Linked DNA regions of Siniperca chuatsi: region 2 is linked to region 1. Evidence: chromatin contacts called from public Hi-C data. All regions are on one chromosome and are shown on one strand. The core of a region is the stretch at or near the end of the contact, and the rest is flanking DNA. Distances in the headings are between cores, read along the strand shown. Region 1 overlaps znf385c (zinc finger protein 385C). Region 2 holds the start of znf385c (zinc finger protein 385C).

The links. A called contact is a pair of places that touch in the nucleus more often than the background predicts.
Region 2: a contact with region 1 is called in a Hi-C map of liver, with 2.6 times the contacts expected there. The contact joins the promoter of znf385c here to the enhancer-like site in region 1. A contact is called at or near these places in 2 of 3 Hi-C or Micro-C datasets (liver and skeletal muscle).

Annotation. Positions count from the first base shown.
Region 1 is chrLG21:7,097,420-7,103,950 of ASM2008510v1, forward strand. All of the region lies in intron 1 of znf385c (zinc finger protein 385C), which reads right to left. Among protein-coding and RNA genes, the nearest start is that of LOC122869488, 53 kb to the right of the region's middle. Within about 2 kb of position 3,057, the one cell type or tissue checked has an H3K27ac peak away from gene starts, as active enhancers do. A contact at or near this core is called in liver, where this site is marked.
Region 2 is chrLG21:7,150,604-7,157,134 of ASM2008510v1, forward strand. It overlaps znf385c (zinc finger protein 385C), which reads right to left and starts at 4,100. Exons shown (of 9, transcript XM_044182558.1): 1 at 3,803-4,100. LOC122869488 (a long non-coding RNA gene) reads left to right here and starts at 3,305. Exons shown (of 2, transcript XR_006376329.1): 1 at 3,305-3,466; 2 at 5,888-6,470. dhx58 (probable ATP-dependent RNA helicase DHX58) reads right to left here. Exons shown (of 12, transcript XM_044182552.1): 12 at 6,269-6,531.

The DNA of each region.
Region 1 (6,531 bases), core at 1,807-4,306:
CACACACACAAAAACACATTAGGGCAAGCAGCCTCCATGAAAGCTGCTATTCACGTTGCCAATCTGGGAGCACTCAAGAGGCTCCATCAGATGTTTTCTCAAAAGCTTTGAGCAATGCAGCTCTCTGGCACTGAATGAAAAAAATCTCTGTGGTCGTTAACTACGCAGCCTCCTCACACTCCTGCCAAACTACTCAGCTAGCCGCCCCAAATTAGCATGGTTGTAAAAACAAAACCCTCAATGAAGGCCTACAGAACATAACATACAGAGCATATTACATCCCCCTGTCCTCCATCAGAACTTGCATTAAGAGGCAGTTCTTCATAGAACATAAAATACTCATATACTGTTTAACAGACTATTAGACTATCTCAAAGATTGCTCATGTTTTTGTAGATAAAAAGCAGGTCCGGTGTTTAGCCTACAAAGTGGGTCTTAAGCACATGCTTGCCATTTTGTGGCCTTCTGCAGAAATGGCATAAGCACGACCATTACCATAGAGACCAGTCTGGCACAGATCTGACAAAACATTCTCATTGTAAAAACAGTACACCCAATAATGTAGTCAATTTATTTTAACTACATTCAGCTTTGGATGCTAACAGTGATTTTTGTTTTTGTGCAATTTGGTGCAAATAAAGCTTACCTTAGAGATTCACTGGGTACACGTGACACAAAAACTGGGAGTGCAGAGAGGAAAGTATTTTTATCTACTACACCTGAACTACACCATCTGAATTTTGAATGTGAGTCGCATTGTTATTGAGCTACAGGAAAAAATTTTAACACGGATTTCATATTTTCAATCTATTGGTAAGTGAAAATATATTTTGTAACTCAATTATTTAAAAAGTGATGTTTTAAAAACTAACTGTGCTATTTGGGGTTAATTTTGTTACAATTTTGATTTCTTTTTAAACAGATTTCAACAGATCTTCATGAAAGGCCCCAAAAATGTATTTTCTCATTCAGCTTTTTACTGAGTGATGGGGTCCTACATGAACGCGCTATTTTCTGAGATTTCTGTTTTTCTTTTTTTCCCCTCTGTGCATGTACTCCTGTGCACCAATCAGGATTCAGCAACATTTGAATCACAATCTGATGAAACTTGGTGGGTTTTTTGGTCACTGACAATGAAATGTGATCAAACCACACGCACACAAGCCTGATGAAGCAGATCAGGTGAGATTTTGAGTGTTAAACTCCCAATAAATAATAGCTGCTTTTGTAACTTCGATTGTTGTTTATTTAGTCATGAATATTTAATGTATAAAATACTTGAATAGCCTGCAGAGATTTGAAAGACTCTTCCAGCTTTAGGTAGAAGCTGTGTGAGACAAGATCCCATGCGGTGTCTGCACACAGAGATCTGTAGGCTGACACAGGGCCGTAGATTGTCAGGGGGTAACCCTGGGGGAGGAGAGGGAGGGCAGCAGGCTCTGCCAGCCTTGCCATGTCCACTGTTTCCGCTGTCCGCCTACACCGCACACCCTCTCCCTCGGCACATGGGAAACATCAATCACTGCTGTGATCTTGCTGAAAGACCCAGGCTCACCCAGCATAGCAGCTCAGCAATAAAAACTCTATTTATGATCTTGTGTCTGCTGCTCACTGATCCTGAAATACTATAGCACTTTCCCCAGCTCAAACCAGCTCTAACCACCAGCCCACCACGACGAGCACCCCCACCCATCTACTGTGGCCACAGTTGGCATAGGGGCGTCGGTTCTTCCTGGTGCAGACAGAAACTTGCCTCCAGATGGGCCAGTGCAAACACTGCAGGTAGCTCCTAAATCATTCTAGCCATGTTTCCATCAACATATTTTTATGCACATTTTGAAGTATCGCATTAGAAAAGGTTGAGGGAAACTGCAAAATTCAAAAAAACTTCCTCAAGTTCACAAAAAAGACCAAATTATTCCTCTCTCTCCTCTCCTCTTTGAGGTTTATTGGTGGTTGGCAAACAACTGGTAAACAAGCGTAAACAAGTGGTTGTTTACGCTTCGCAGCCTCTACTTCTTCTACTCTGTTTATTACAGCCATGCGTAATATAGCCTATACCGCCAACTTCTGCCGAAACTACGCTATAGCCTAGACTATTTGCTCCAAACCAGTTGATGGAAACGCGCCTAATTAGCATTTTCTTTTTTGCGACATTTCAAAAGTTCACTTCAAATTCACGTGACAATTACATGGAAACACAGCTACAGATGAGAGAGGGACACCGAGTGCAATCCAATGGGCAAGTCACAAAGATACAAGCACATGCGCACACTCCTCACATACACACATCCATGTGAACAGTCACAGACACAGTCGCAAACACAAGTTGCCCTCTGATTCTGTAAACAAGGAGTAAGCAATTCAGCAAACATGCACAAATAAACAAGAGGTATTTAGACTTGACTAAATTTATCATCTCCTGCCCAGAGTACATGGACGGACCTCAGCAATATAAACAAAGTACAATCAACAAAAAATGAAATCCAATCAAGCCAAAGGGCATCACATCAGCCAGAACAAACATACATGTTCTGTGAAGTGCCTCAGAGGAGATAAAGAGATACACATGCATACACAAAATGTCAATATTTAGCATTCCTCACCACCATTAAGCAGTCTTGACAGTGAGGGCTGTAAGCAATATGACTACGGGCGAGGATATTCTGTTTCCCTGTCTGACATGTATCAGGTGGGGAAGGATCAAAATTTTCCTGACAATCAACCAGAGCTCAGGGCACTTCACCACATCAGGTCAGGGATGGCAGAGAGACAGGGAGAGAAATATGGAAAAGTAAGAGGGGAAAAGACAGAGAGATTTGTGAAGGGAGCACAAAGGCGCTTGTATAATTGGCATTATCAAAGTATCATTACTGTCATCACCGCTGTATTGTCATTACTGCAACTACAGAACGGGCCTGAAGTCTTTGAAGTTCCATGTCTTTGTGTCCAGAGTATCAGTGTTGATTATGTAAAGTCCAGGCTTGGTTCTCTGATGAGTGTAATTATACAGGAATCAGTTCTGTGCTTATTGAAAAAGAAGCTTCAACTATAGTGTGGCTGGCTTAGGAGTCGACAGCTAGGACCGAGTGTTTGCAGTCCTTGTCACCCCCAGCCTGAGTCCGAGAGTAAATAAAAAGCAGTGGCACATAAATTGATGCGTTTTCTCTAATCTTTGTTTGCAGCAGTTCTTTGGCAGAGCACAGGGAGGGCATTTGTTCACAGTGTGTGTATGTGTTTACTTGTGCATGAGTGTGTGTCAGTGTGTCCTAGCAAAAAATTGTTTCAGGTTAGTACACATCAGACAGAGGGTATTAGAAAAGATAAAAGAACACGAATTTAGAGCAAAAAAGAGAAGGAGATAAGCAGAATATGTCCATTCTGTCTGAGGTCAACTCAGGCCTATGCAGCTTCATCACCTCCCCTATGACTGAGTTTTCTTTTCAACTTCTTAATGCTGTTTTCCTCTTCCATGCTAAGCTCACCTCTCTCTCTCTCTCTCTTTGTTTGTTCTCAGACAAGTATCTCCAACATGCAGGCCCAAGGGAACAGCTATCAATGTGTGCCGGATGGTCTCAAATTGTGTGAAAGACAGACTCTCTTTCTCGCTCTTTGAATGTGGTTGTGTGTAAGCACATACACAAATGCATATGCTTGTAGCATTGTTTCCAAGGATAAAAGAAAACATAATTTTCACATTTACATGTGCTGGAAAGGATTGTGGGCATTCATAACAACATGGTCAATAGCCTATACATGTAGGCTGTTTTGTTTTATATGAATTGTGCTAATTTGCAAACCCAAATTTGTTGTAACAAATAATGCAGAATAAGATAGATACACTCAAACTGGGTGAACATGCAATCTTCTGGCTATGTTTTCTCTGGAGTGCACTTTAATCTCTTCTTTGAAATTCTGTTAAAAACTGCTCAAAATTTAAGATGAAGTGGCACTTGAAAGAGCAATGTAGAAAGGATGATATGAATGGAGCCTCATAGATGTTGTTTAACAGTACGTCTACTGGGGTGCCCTAGTATTCAGTACATTTTTTTCCTTTGACTGTTGCCTTGTGTTCAAAATCTCACAAGTGCTAGTTGTGTGCCCTGCCTCTCTCTACTGTCTTATTATTAATTACATATTTCCTTGGACTTCCCTTCTTGTCCTTGTGTCATGCCCCCAATCAAGACTAGCAAGAGAATTAGATGTTAAAAACCAGGTTTCACAATTTGCAAAAGGCACATAACCACTGCATTGTATAGGCTGACTCCATCCAGTGTGGCCTTATTCATTTTCCAACCACAAAAAAACAGACCCGTCCCGTTTTTGCACTGCAATTCAAACATGAGTCTGCCTCAAGCGTGCTAAAGTTAGCCCATGCAGGAAATCAGGCCCATATTCGCCTTGTTCACATTTCGCCACAAACTCAACTGGGGAACTGCCCAATAGGAGTAACCACAGACACTGGGAGAGGTTCCATACAACACTAGATATACTTAGACATGGACAAACCCAGGCTCAGCCACAGTCACAACATACACACATACACTGCACAGTCAACCAGCTGCACATACCCAGATGAAGAGAGACAATCTTTATTGTCCCATTCAGCCTGTCTAAGTGGTATTTATTGTACAATCTGCTTTGGCCAGTGCATTTAATTTCAGTTGCCAGTTTCGGCCTGCATCTGACACAATCTCTAACATCTGAACAACACACAGTCCCATGACAGTTATGAGTTATGGTCAAAGTAATATTTGGAAGGCCAGTTGAAGAATTAGTTCCCAGCCAGGAATAAATCCAATTAATGATGAGTGGTTGTCTTTATCCCAGGAGGCATCTGTTGGCCGAGGTGTTACACAAAAAGCTGGCGGTTTGAGAGCCATGACAGTGGTGTTGGAGGTATTCTGATGACCAGATTCAGAAATAGCATAAAGGACGTTTGCCACCGCTGGCTTAAACATGCATGGCTCAGAGAATCACTCAGAATTATTAGTACTGACTAGCACTGGCTTCATCTTCACTCACTTTTACTGTAAATGATGCCAGAAAATTTCAGTCCATCATCCCAGAGGAAAGTCTTTACGCTAGTATTTCTTTCCTTTTAACTATAAATTTACAGCCAGCTGTATCAGACTCAAGATGCAGATGGTGTTGTGTGCTTTGTCAGATGTCTTGGGAATGGGATTAATTCAGAGCTGACTGGACATAGATTTTTGAAGGGAGAGTAGATGGATTTTTGCTTTTAGATAAGAGACTCTAATCCTGCATATATTTAAAAATGATTAAATTGGCTGAGTAAGAAATGACATGCCTATCAACTCATCTCCTTTACTAAACGCTGATGCGATTATTGTCTAATACGCTCCAAAAGTTATCTGCAGAGCCCATACAAGCTCCCACACTGAGAAAACCATGTAATTGTCCCACACAGCTTGTGTGACAAACAGGTAATGCATGCACTCTGCAGACAACAGAGAGGCAGCTCTAGCCTGGAAAGCATGACTGATGGAGATGGGAGGAATCAGATTGCCTTTAGGACAGAACAGACAAGGAAGAGGGATGGAAGTTGGGCACAGGTGCAGCACTGTTTTTCATACTGTTGAGATTGAGCACTGAAAATGGCTACTTACTTAAGGTACTTCCTTTTCTACTTGCACATTCCCACATGCACAACACGCAGTATCATCACAAGAAGACTAACACACCCACACACACACTCCCTCCATGTAAACATGTTATTCCACTAATATGCTTTTAAGTGGGTAGATGATTCTAACTCTTTGAATAAAAAGTACACCACAGTGAATCAGCTGGCATCTGTGGTTAGGAACAGCTTCTGGTCTGCTTCTCTTGAGGGGCAGAGAAGTTCTGTACAGCAGACGTTCCAACATACAGCTTCTAATAAACCATGCATAACTGAGGAATCCATGGTGTTTTGACCACAGGCTACTTGAGTTGTGACTGCAGGGGGATAATAAACAATATGTCAGCATTAAACTGATGCAACCATTATCACGCAAGCATTGTTAGTGTATATGATCACAAAGTTCTGTTGTGCTCTAACAGATATTTGAATTATATAACTGTAGCTGATAATTGAACAGATTTATGTTTTGTTTTATTCTATTATTCATTTTCATGGGATCCAATATGTTTCCCTTAGTGGCCACAGCTATATAACAAACATCATGCATCACGCCCATAACAGGTCAGAAAGTAATGCACAGACACAGTTGCCACCTCACTCCCCCCACCTGCTCCTTTCACCTTGACATGCTGCTGCACACAATGTAAACACACTTTCAGATTGAGAGAGAAAGATGTTGCACAGTGACACTGACACTGTTTCCCTCATATGTTCTGCCCAATTATAAAAAGAAAAAAACTGCGCTGCCAGATTCAACTCATCTAATGTTCCTCTCCCTGGATCTACCTGATGACACCTTCAAGGCAGGAGACGCGTTTGTTGATGCCAGTGCTGTATTTTCACTCGTAATGATCTGCTTCTTTTCATCAGTGTGGCCTATCTGG
Region 2 (6,531 bases), core at 2,850-5,349, 54 kb after region 1:
TTACATCAGATTTCTGGAAGTCTGTCCTGTGTCCTGGCAAGGTTACAGATGATGAATGACTTCACTTTCGTATGGCGGTATTCCTCCTTCAGGACATATGCTGCTGTTCCTCCACTCTAATTCAACCTCTAACTATTCTACACTCTATGAAGGTATTCATAGCTTTCCTTATTCTTCCTTTCTATAATCAACATTTTTTCCTCATTGTGCCCTGTCCTCTATGCCCTGTCGCTCTGTTTTCATCATTTCTCTGTCTGTTAGATGCATCATTTTCTGAAACACTTTTCAGGCTGCTGTAGCCATTTTTTACTTTTCTCATTCATCTTATTTTTAAAGTTGGTATTGGAAATAACAGACCTTGCATGTCTAAGCCTTGACTGCTTTATAACAGTGAGTTTTTTATGGCATAATCGATACCCTCAGCACCGATCTTGGGGATAGCCTGATTTAGTCAAATGCTTTTGGTTCCTCTTGTGTGTGCAATTGTTTCAGCCAATGAAAAGCGCCCCTGGCCTTGCCTTGAGAATAAGGACTCTCCCAGCTGTCACAAACACACACACAGTCTTTCTCAGACAAACAACTAAATACACATTTACTGTTTATGTACTTAGCACTTATTCACAGTTACAGCATGCGACCATGGCATGTACTCATTTAGTCTATAAAAAGTTAAATAGTGAATAGAAATTAGTGAACCATTGCAAGTTTCTAGAACCCAAATTAACATCTTCAAATTGTTTTGTTTTTTTTGTCCACCCATCGTCCAAAACCAAAAGATACTAAATTTACAATGATATAAAACAGAAAAGCAGCAAATATTCAAATTTGAGAAGCTGGAATGCTGGCTTTTTTATTTGATAAATTACTTAATGGCATCATCGATTAGGCTATTATAGTAGGGCTGCAACTAACAATTATTTTTATTATGGATTAAACTGATTGTTATCATTTGGTCTATAAGATGTCAGAAAATTTTGAAAAATATTTGTCACAATTTCCCTAAGCCCAAGGCAACGACTTTTTGTTTTTGTGTGTTTTTGTGTGTTTTTGTGTGTTTTTGTGTGACCAGAAGTCCAAAGAGATGTGTAGCTTACTAATATAGAAGGCTCAGAAACAAGCAAATACAAACAAAAAACAAACTTTTGCTTAAAAAAAATTGACTAATCATTTCAGCTCTATATTAAAGTTGTTGGTGATTCTTTTGTCAATGGACTAATTTATTATGCGACTTATTGTTTCAATTATTGTTGATTTAAATGTATTCAGTTAACCCTCACATTCGTCACACACACATGCAAACAAGGCCGCACTCAATCATCCTCCAGTGATCAGTGTAGAGAAGAGTAAATAAAAAACTGTGGGCTGTCATACAAGTCCACAATAATCCCCACCAGCCTGAATGACTTAAAGCGACTCAACATGGATTAATAACAGGGATTACAGTGACACAAACTACAGTCAATGGCATAGACAGAGGAAGGAGGACAGAAACACACATTTATTTTAGTCCAAACCACTACACCTCCACACACAGCTATGTACATGGAATAAATATCTGAAGCACTACTAGTATGCCTACTTAAGAACATGGCTGTCAACAGTCTCTACTTCTCCCAGACATTTTGATGGGAGTGCTAATATTTATACTGCTGATATGTCATAATGTTTTATGGTCTAAAACATAGCTGCACTTGTTATTTGTTTTTAGAGTGAATTCTTTTGCCTGTGAAACAGTTGACCAATCTGCGGGGGGAAAGATCCTAAACTTATTGGGAGTTCATACTTGAGCTTTTAGATTAATAATCTAGCAGGCACATCTGTCAAAAGGAAAGCATAAGAAAGGGACAAGACAGTGCGGAGCAGACAAAAGCCCAGCCACAAAGTGGTAGACAGCAAAGACAAGCGTCTCTTTTATCTGTTCTATAATAAAGCATGAAATAAGCTGGGTAATTCTTGACTCTGGCACCGACTAGAGTTCCAGTCCACTTCAGAGAGCAACATCCTCAATCAAAGGAGACGTGCGACAACAAAGATGCACCCTTTGCGTACTATAATTGCTTTCATGTAAAAAAAAAAAAAAGAAAATACACACAAACATGTTTTCAAGCATCTGGGTGTTAAAAAAGGAACGTACCGTAAAATTAAAATGTAGAAAGAAATGTTCTGTATAAAATTTAAACTACTCTCCATCTTGAATTCACCCGAGAGCTATTTGATGGCATCCAAGACACGACTGCCCCGAAAAAGGTCAAACAACATTACGAGACAGAGATGTCAATGATACCCACGCTCCCTTCAAACCACATGACTCCAAACATAGTTGACTTGCAGTGTTGTACATCCACACAGGCTGGGCAGCAGCTTAATAAGCACTTTGAACTACAAATAAGGCGCAGACGACATACATAACAACATACAGTAGGACAAAGCAAATGTCAATCTTGTCACTGAAAGTAACCTGATCCATTGCTGTTGCCACGAGAACAGAGACTGTGAAGTCCTATCACCTCGACAAGAAGTCCAACAAACAACACAGCAAACTCTCAGACAGCACAAGCAACTGGCTGACAAGTAGGCCGATCCCTGAGGAAATGCCCGGTGACCCGGTGATATTTGTGTCTGTCATTGTCTCTCGGTGTCCTGTGTGAGCACGAGTCCTGGAGAGCGTGTGCCGACTACAAGGAGAAAGCAACTGTGTGTTAAAAAACATGTTGACATTGTGAGTGTGTTGCTTCATGTGTGACTAGTCTGGCCAAACAGGTGTGACTTCTGTGTGCAGCCAGGAAATTGACCTAGTGATGGGTTTTGTAGTCCACTCCAATAAATGTTGTCTTAGCACACTAATTTTATGCGCAAAATGCTTAAAAGTATTCCCTTATTTAAAAAGGCAAAGGAACTTAGATACATGTTTTTTCCCACAAAAATATATGAATGAACTATATGATTATTTAAGTGTCCTGCCCGTCATGGCCCATCCCTACTGACTCTGCGCCACCAGAAGGGTCAAAGTTTCATTTACCCTGTGTAATATCTCAATCATGGTTACCAGAATCCTAATGACTGATGATCCCCTGACTTTTCCACTTACATCATTATGCAGATCACATTTAACTATAGCCAACTATTGGATGGATTGCCATGAAATTTCGTGAGCACATTCATGTCCCCCTACAGGATGAACTTTGGTGATTGATGCCCTAATTTGTTATCTAGCGCCCTCATCAGGTCACAATTTCTATTTGTCCTTACTTTGGTTTATGACCAAATATCTGCAAAACTACTGACATTCCCATCAGCCCTCAACTGTACTTTGTGTTTAGTTCTAATTAGCAAATGTTAGCATGCTAACATGTTAAACTACACAACAACAACAACCACCACCACCTCACTTGGCCGAGGTTGCTTTTGGAAAACATAAACCCAGGCACACAGTGGATAACAGCCATGAACTTCATGTTTCAGGCAGGTAAGTGTGAACTCAAAATGCTACCAGCTCCGCCATGTTCAATACAACAAGAAACCTCAGGTTGACCTTAGAGCTGACAAACTGTCATTAATGCACCTGAGGTAGAGCCTGAGCCGAGACCACAGCGCCATGAATGGAAAAACACGGTCAGTGTTTCTCTCTCTTATCTGTGTGTGTAACTTATTTGAGGAAGAGAAATGGAGAAGAACACATTAATTTAGGAATCCCAACAAGCTGTTTCACGTTACATGTTCGCCCAGAGCTACAGCTAAAAAAGTAAAATATGTGTAGGTATCAAATAAGCTGCCAATTCACAGTTAATTTGGAAACACTCACCTAGTGCTGAGCTCCACCTGATGCCAACGGTGGAGCTGCCATGCTGCGCCGCATCTTGCACTAAATCTTGTTTACTAGCTCAGTTTGTTATGTGTTGAGTGGCTGAAATGCCCACTGAATATATCGTGTTTTTTTTTCTAGAATTGGTATTGTGAAAAATGCAGCCAACTGGACAGGTTTCTGTGTAATAGCCCTTCCTTGCATAGTTCAAGACACACATGTCGCCAGGTCAACTAGCTGCCGTTACCTGTAGCTAATTCTGCTAATGACCTGTCAGTCACAGACCGGGGGTACAGCAGGATTCACATCTGGAGGTTTCCTGTCTGATAAAACAATTAAAAACCGTTACCAGGAAAAAAAGTTATAGAAGCAGGGTATTTTATTTGATAATTTTTTTCATCATCAGTGAATCTGCTGATTATTTTCTAGATAAATAGATAATTACTAGTCACAACAAATACTCACATTTGAGAAGCTGGAACCAGCAAGGTTTTGGTATTTTTGGTATATTATTTTGTGAAGCACTTTGTACTTTGTTTTGATAAGTGCTCTATAAATAAAGTTTTATTATTATATTATTATTTGATATTTTTTATTGAAAAATGACAAACGATGAATCGATTATCAAAATAGTTACTTTCTGACAATCAACTAATCAATTAATCAACTCATAATCTAATAATTGGCGACATTTTTAGCACCAATAGTTAACTTCTGACTTTCCATAGCTTTAATTTTGTTTAAACATGCCCCAAAAGAAATGGGATATGCTTCTGCCAAAACATGCATAAATGCTCCATCTTGCTTTCACATTTTAAATAAAATATGAAGTGGACAAAGCCATGTTATGACTTAGAAAACTGGTTAAGTTTTGTTATATATTGGAAATGTCTTGTGTCCTACATGACATCAGTCTGTCAGCTGTAAGATGTGCTTCCAAGACATTTAGGAACTGACTTTTTAGTTTAGTGCTCATGAACTGTATTAGATGGGACACATACAGTAGACAGACAGATGTGTATGCCCTAGATACCAGTGACAAGAAGCCTATTATGAATGTGAGTAGCATCCCCTAAATTCACACAAACACACCTACACACACACCAACACACCATGTTATCCTTTGCTCAACTACTCTAAGCTGCTTTAATTTCAGAAGAGAACTAATTGCAATTAAGATGCATGGGGTGTTGAGCTGGGAAGTAAAAGGAAGTAATCAGTGTTGATTATAGAGCCTGAGCCTGATCCGAGTAAATCATACACTACACGGCTCCTGTCCGCCTCCCTGAATCTGAGTCAGGCATGACACCCGAACAGAGCCTGTTTTTAGTATGATTACGTCCATGGTAGCAGTACTGATTCCAGTTCGCCGCCAGATTTAAAAGGATTACGGCACATGTGACACAGTGAGGTTGACCTAATCATGTCTTGCCCAGAGATACACTCTAAGATGTGTTGTGGGTCAAAAGTGAATACACCCCATACAGCTGCCAGCCTGAAATTAATGGTTTCCTCACCAGTTACTTTAGTTTCATAATCTGGGTTTGTTTTGGAAACGGCTCATTATAGATGATGCTGTGCTGCTGTACATCAAGCTTGATTTGTGTATATAAACACAGCAGCAAAATTAAACTGTAAATAGTTTCAGCAAAGACTGTTTTCTGTGATTAGACTAAATCTGTCTTTTGGGGATTGCTAAAATCAAGCTGTGAGGGTTCTGAGAAACGAGAAATTATTATGCAGCAAAATGTATCTTTGAAGCCAGTGTGTTAAATGAAAAACAAAGTGTATTAAATCTCTTTTTCTATGTAGATGTAAATGATCCAAGCTGAAATACATAACCCTGTATTGATCCAGTGATTCAGAAGCAGCATAGTGAGCTGCAGCAGTCAAAACATTTTAAAAACTACAAAGAGAAGCTCTTGCAGGCGTTGTGGTTTCAGGGATGTTTTTAGTGCATACAAGGCTCCTACCTAAACATACATAAAGAAACACATAAAAATAAACCACTTTTTCTATCAGAACTAATGCATGAAAATACTTTGTTCCCTTTCCGGTCAACTGAGTACATTTTTCATTTTCCAGATATCACATACACACATCTGGAGGCTGTAACCAACCTTCTTGTACTATCGACAAATGAGCAGTTTGGGGACAAAGTGCCTTGCTCAAGGGTACACCAGCAAAGTTTGGTGAGTGTGAGAAGAGAGTTACACATACATCTTTCTCAACCTCATTTTGACAGCAAGTCTGAGGAGTCACACTCACTTCTCTAACCTCAGAGCAGCTGGGCATCATGGACTCCCTGCCCTCAGATTGGGAAACACCAGAGAAAATGTCCATTCTGGCTTTATTCACATCATCTGTTAGAGGTTCCAGAGGTGGAGAAATTGTGTCTGAATTGATTGGCTAACCAACACTGACACCTAGTGGTTAATCAAGGCAAAATAATTAGAAAAGACCTCAGGCATTTCAAGGGGAAAGTTTATTTATATTTCATCTCAAATGGTTTTAGTTCATTTATATTGACCATAATTAATTGGTATAAAATAGTACACAGCGACAAATTTAAATGTTAGTGGATAATGATAAAATGTTGTTAAAACTAAGATTATCTGTACATACACAGTATCTGCATACTACACACACACACACACACACACACACGTATTGACTACTGCATCTACTGGAAACATTTAGTTGCCAATTAAAAGCATTTTAAAATGGCT